Regions from separate parts of the Mus musculus genome. Here region 1 is linked to region 2. A link is a contact called in public Hi-C data. All regions are on one chromosome and are shown on one strand. The core of a region is the stretch at or near the end of the contact, and the rest is flanking DNA. Distances in the headings are between cores, read along the strand shown.

Region 1 (2,700 bases), core at 69-2,568, 570 kb after region 2:
GCTCAGCAATTAAGAGCACTGACTGTTCCTCCAGAGGTCCTGAGTTCAATTCATTCCCAGCAACCACATAGTGACTCACAACCATCTGTAATGGGATTCAATGTCCTCTTCTGGTGTGTCTGAAGGCAGCTACAGTGTACTCATACACATATAATAAACAAATAAATTAAAAAGGGGGTTCCCTACAGAGAGTTACTTCTAGCTGGAGGCTGTGTGGGCTCTTCTAAGATGGCACAGTTTCAGTCAGGTGGCCTGGGGCCTGTTTAATGAGTTAAACAGTGGGAGCCACCACCACCGTGGGGACCACCCTCCCAGTGAGACCATGATAAAAGCATGGAATTTGTTCGATGTTTTAACACCCTCCTGGAACCCAAGGCCTCAGGAGGTAGGAGCAGATCTACAAGCTGGAGTGGAAAGGGAGAATGCCAGAAGTCAGTGGCAGAATGAAGTCTACTTCATAGAGGAGGGTGAATCAAATTCATGAGGACCAGCCCAGAGCCAAGCTGTGCTCGGAGCTATTAAACTAAAACACTCTCGCCAGCTAGAGCCATCAAGACATTGCCTGAGAGTGGGGATAAGGACAATATGTTCATTGTGAAAGGCAGTCCTCTGTTAATTTAGAATAAATTCCGTGGCGTACATACTGGGTTGAGTGCATATAAACATTGGAGAGTCTGGGAAATCCCATTACAGGAATTAGTTGTGGATGGGAGTGGTGGAACTGGCACTGTGTAGTGCAAATTCTGTGATGTCCAAAGGTCGCTGTGCCCAGTTAAAAGCCGTTTCTTTTACTTTTGGTCACCAGAGACATTCATCAAGCCAGAATATTCTCCTTTAAAACAAAAAAAGTAATTAGGCCTGACAGCCGAAGTCAAATCAGACCTTTGGGAATGACCTAATTGCTTTTTTGTTCGAGGCCTGACATCGATTTGCCCTTGGCCTTGGTGTCAACACTAGCAAACACGGGCAGCCTCCCAGACTCCGGCTGGTGGCTCTATCCTTGCCACAGAGAGGACAAAGGACAGCGGCATCCCAGAGGTCATGGGACTCTGTGGTCACCTGCAATTCCTGCCAGGCTGAGAATTTTGTGGGTAAACCCTGGTTCCTGCTGAAACTGCCGCTCACCATGTGGACATCTGACTGCCTGCTTCTTTACTGACTGGAAATTTCCCCCCAGCAACTGGAGGATGGGTGGGTCTATCAATTTCATCTCCACCTCCGTGTTACTGGCAACTGCTCCGGCTTTGAGGATCACACTGTGGTGACATTGATCAAGATGAGAGATCTCATTCCGCCCTGGTTATTTTTGGCATCTGTGAGCAGTCCAAGGCCTCGACTTTTGGCACCGTGTGGTTAGGATATTAAGTAACTGCTTCCTGCGCTAGTACAGACAGCGTTTTGAGAGTCCTAACCTCGTCGCTCCCGTCTATCTCATTGGTCAATTCGAGTGCATTCTGCTTGCTGTTGGCTCCTCGTGAGTGGGTCTGGAGAAAGCTGAATGGTTATTAAACGTGTCTTGTGTTTTTCCCCTCTAGATTGAAAACATAGATGCCTGCTTGAATTTCCTGGCAGCTAAGGGAATCAACACCCAGGGGCTGTCTGCAGAAGGTGAGTCAGGGCCCACGCCTTTTCATCATTTGTGATACCCACCTGTTAAGGCCCACCTGTTACCTAACAGTCAATTGCTGCAGTCCTGACCAGGGGTGCCGGTGGGCTGTCCTGGCTGGGTGCCCTTTCCAGCACAGTTGACGTTACTAACTTTCTCACAGTTCTCAGATCACTCTAAGAATGCAGCCCTGTGTGCATGCCACATCTGCATGCCACAGAGGGTGTGGGGGAAGAGAATGGGAGCACACTGCTCCAGTTAGAGAAGTTCCTGCTTCAACAACACTGATTCCCTGTCCCGTGGCGCAGCAGGTTATCAACCAGCCATTATCTGTGGGAAAGAGAATATCCAACCACAGAACCAAGTCCAACCATCCAGCGCCCAAGGGAACTGCTTAGTCCTTGCTGGTGACATCTCACCTTGCTCTTGAAGACAGAGAGAGTGAGGTTTGCGAACACACTACCACCTTTTAGCCTCCCGATTAGCTTTTAATTAACTTGGATTTGGTGGCTAATTAGCATCAACAGTGTCTGCTAGTGGAGTGTTGTTAGGTGGGATAATAGTTTGGAGCCCGCTGGCCAGAATTATCTACCTCCTCAGTCCTCAGGCAACACTTCCACCTGGAATCTCTCAATCTCTCTCTCTCTCTCTCAATCTCTCTCAATCTCTCTCTCTCTCCCCCCCCCTTGCTCTCTCCCCTTCCTTCCCCCTCCCCCTGTTTGTAAACACAGGCAGCTGCCGGCTCTGAAGCTGCCATAGGCCAGGCATCTCCCCAGCTCATTAGGCTGCACCTGCCTCCAGTTTTCCCCGGAACAGGTAGTGCAGTCGGGGCAGTGCAGTTGTTCCTCCTGGCATAGCAGGAGTGTGCTCTGAAAAGATGTAAAAAGAGCGTTGGCCCTGGAAGCTGGGGTGGGGCTGAGAGAGCAGTAAGCTGGAGTCCACAGATGGAGTAGGTAAGTTAGCAGACCTTATGGGTCCTGCATGGGCTAATGCCTTGTCTTTGCGAAGAGATGAAAGCTTGCGTCATCTATCAGGCTGTGTTTCTGAACTGTTGTCTCCTCCATGTTGGAGGTGGGTGGCATCCACGGCTTCTA
Region 2 (2,700 bases), core at 188-2,687:
AGTTGGATTTCTGCTTTTGTTTTGGTTGTTTTGTTTTACTTTTGAGGCTCGTGTATGCTAAGGATACTTTCTACCCTGAACTCTCTCCCCATCCCTAAGGGCGAATTTAGATCTATGTTATTGTTGCTCCCTAAATAGAACTATATAATTTTAATCTTCTTGGAGGATATTTTTTGCCATTGTTAATAATTCTTTCTTTTTTTCCCCATGTGGATTTACAGACTGGTCAAATCATTGTGCCACAACATTCAAGGAAGATGGACTATGGACCTACCTCAATCAGATAGTGGCCTGTTCTCCCTGGGTTCTGTATATCTTCATGCTAGCAGCTTTCCACTTCTCATGGTCAACATTTTTATTAATAAATCAACTCTTTCAGGTATTTCTCAAATGGCTCTGAATGTCATTTTCAGAGACTAATAGTTGTGTAGAAAGACTTGACTTTAAAATCTGAAGACCAGCGTCCAGTTCCACCTCCAAGGCTCCCTCTGTGAGTCTAGCATGCCGTTTCCCACTCTTCATTATTAGTTTCCTTGTCTGTAAGATGAGGACAGTATTGTCCATCCGTTCTCACCAGCAGCTTAAAGGTTAGAATAATAAATTGCTGAGACTGTCCCCACTTACAAATGGACTAATCTGGCCTTTTAGTTTTATGGTACAGAAAAGTGAATTGAGTTGCTCAGAGTCACCCAGCAAGTGGAGACTTGGTCCTTCTAACAGTCCCATTCAGGGGTCTTGTCTTCTTATGTGTGAAAACATGATATAAACTGTAAAGTATTAGACAAACGCAAGGCAGTTACTGTCCTTCAATTCTTCTGATTCTATTACCTTATATACCACTTAGGTAGATGCAAGAGAGGGGAAGATAAAAGACAGGTCACTAACCAGTGGACAAAGTGAACACAGTTGAAAAAGTTCATACACAGGGCAATAACAGCCTCAGTTTTCTGCGGAGCTTCCTCCCCTGCCCTGTGTCCCGTTACTATGGGCTGTCTCTGTGGAATGGGCAACAGTGATCATTTTAGCAAGTTATTAATACTGGGGTTTAGACTATTATTCATCAGAAGCAGAGCAGATCCCACTGGGGGAATAATGGTAAGCGTGAGAGGACAAGAGAAGGACGGCGAGAAGACTCTGGGGAAAGGAACTGACCCTGACGAAGACAGCTGCTCAGGTAGTGAGCGAGAGTCAGTGTCACAGGGAGTGCTCACACAGTTGATACTATCATTTATAAGAACACTTTCCAGGACATTTACACATCATTCACTCTTGAGATAGGGAACAAACCATAGTAGTAGCTCTATTTTATGGACAAGAAAACATCATCTAACAAAGGTCTTGCTTTATGAGTTCAGACATCCTTAATAGCTAAGGTGTGCATGGAGTCACAACACCTGAAATGCAAGCTCTCTAGAGGTTAAAGCATGATAATAAGAAGTTCAAGGCCAGTTTGGGCTGCATAGCAAAACCTGTCTGTACTGAGGAAGAAAAGTGGACTAAAGGTTTCAGATAATTTTCACAAACAAGAATTGCACAATTGTTTATTTAAGGAACAAAGCAATCCAGTTCTTTGAAAACTTTGATTTCCTGAATATTGTGATTTAAGATACTTTTATCTGCATTATAGCAAACTGAGCTTGCATCGCCTCCTGATCCTCAGCGTGCGTCTTAGACATTTATCTCAGATCCTTAACACAGTATGAGGAGGGTGGCTAATAACTCCGTTATACAAATTGGATATTGATACTTGGGGTGTTCCAAGGTTTAGATTAGCTAACCCTGTGAACTACTGTGGTCTATAATGATTCCAGAGTTTCTTAATTACCTTAGTCCTTACCCTTCAAAGTTATGACTTTAGGCGTTGTCCCCTTTGGTGCATTAGCCTTTTTAAAGAACAGCTCAGAACTCAAAATTGTGCTAATTGCACTGATACTACCTGACCCTATTTCGGTTGTTCAACAAATGTGTGTTCTTCTGTTGAAATCTAAATATGGCCATAAGACATGACAAGAATTAGTGAAAAGATATTTTTATAATTCCAAGTTAATGTGCAGAGCTTTCTTGAGTGTTAATAAAATCCAGACAATAAGTCTAGCCATATTTACATGGTAAAATACAGGGTAAGGTTGTGACTCTTTGTCCTCAGTGTGATCTTTTGCTGGAAGTCTGAGGGTGAGAATACTAAACAGTTGCCACCATCTTATAATGCGCTTTCAAGAATAGTAGAGCCATGATGTTATAATTCTTAATCCATGTTGTAATTCTTATAATTCCATCTTTTTCAGATTGCATTTCTGGGCCTAACCTCCCATGAGAGAATCAGCCTCTTAAAGCAAAGCAGGCACATGAAACAGACATTGTCCCTCAGGAAAACACCATACAAGTAAGTAAATTCTGATCTGGTCACCAAGTCTTTGGAAGATTCCCAGGTACTGATTTCCTGACCCAGTCCCATTTTCTAACCTATCTCATGGAATGGAGCCCGTTTTTTCTTGGAAGCCTCAAGGTTAGGTTTTAAGTGATAAGGTCATATGCCCAATGGGGTCAGGAATTCAGTCCACTGGACTCAGTGCAAATATAAGTTACTTTGAAGTTTTGCCAAGATGGGGATTCTCCAGTTGAACCAAGTGTCACAAGGTTGTGTCTTGCTGGCAAGGAGTCAGTGTGAGATAGTTAAGCTGGCATGTGTCTGACAAGCCA

The links. Hi-C and Micro-C count contacts between places; a contact is called where the count stands out from the background.
Region 1: a contact with region 2 is called in a Hi-C map of liver, with 5 times the contacts expected there. The contact joins two enhancer-like sites. A contact is called at or near these places in 1 of 484 Hi-C or Micro-C datasets (liver) and 1 of 115 datasets of contacts at active chromatin or transcription factors (astrocytes).

What each region holds. Positions count from the first base shown.
Region 1 is chr7:49,396,548-49,399,247 of GRCm38.p6, forward strand. It overlaps Nav2 (neuron navigator 2), which reads left to right. Exons shown (of 39, transcript NM_175272.3): 4 at 1,536-1,608. Among named protein-coding and RNA genes, the nearest start is that of Gm51447, 40 kb to the right of the region's middle. Within about 2 kb of position 1,319, at least 111 of the 459 cell types and tissues checked have an H3K27ac peak or open chromatin away from gene starts, as enhancers often do. A contact at or near this core is called in liver, where this site is marked.
Region 2 is chr7:48,822,349-48,825,048 of GRCm38.p6, forward strand. Zdhhc13 (zinc finger, DHHC domain containing 13) reads left to right here. Exons shown (of 17, transcript NM_028031.3): 15 at 222-379; 16 at 2,286-2,383. Among named protein-coding and RNA genes, the nearest start is that of Csrp3, 24 kb to the right of the region's middle. Within about 2 kb of position 1,438, at least 3 of the 459 cell types and tissues checked have an H3K27ac peak or open chromatin away from gene starts, as enhancers often do. A contact at or near this core is called in liver, where this site is marked.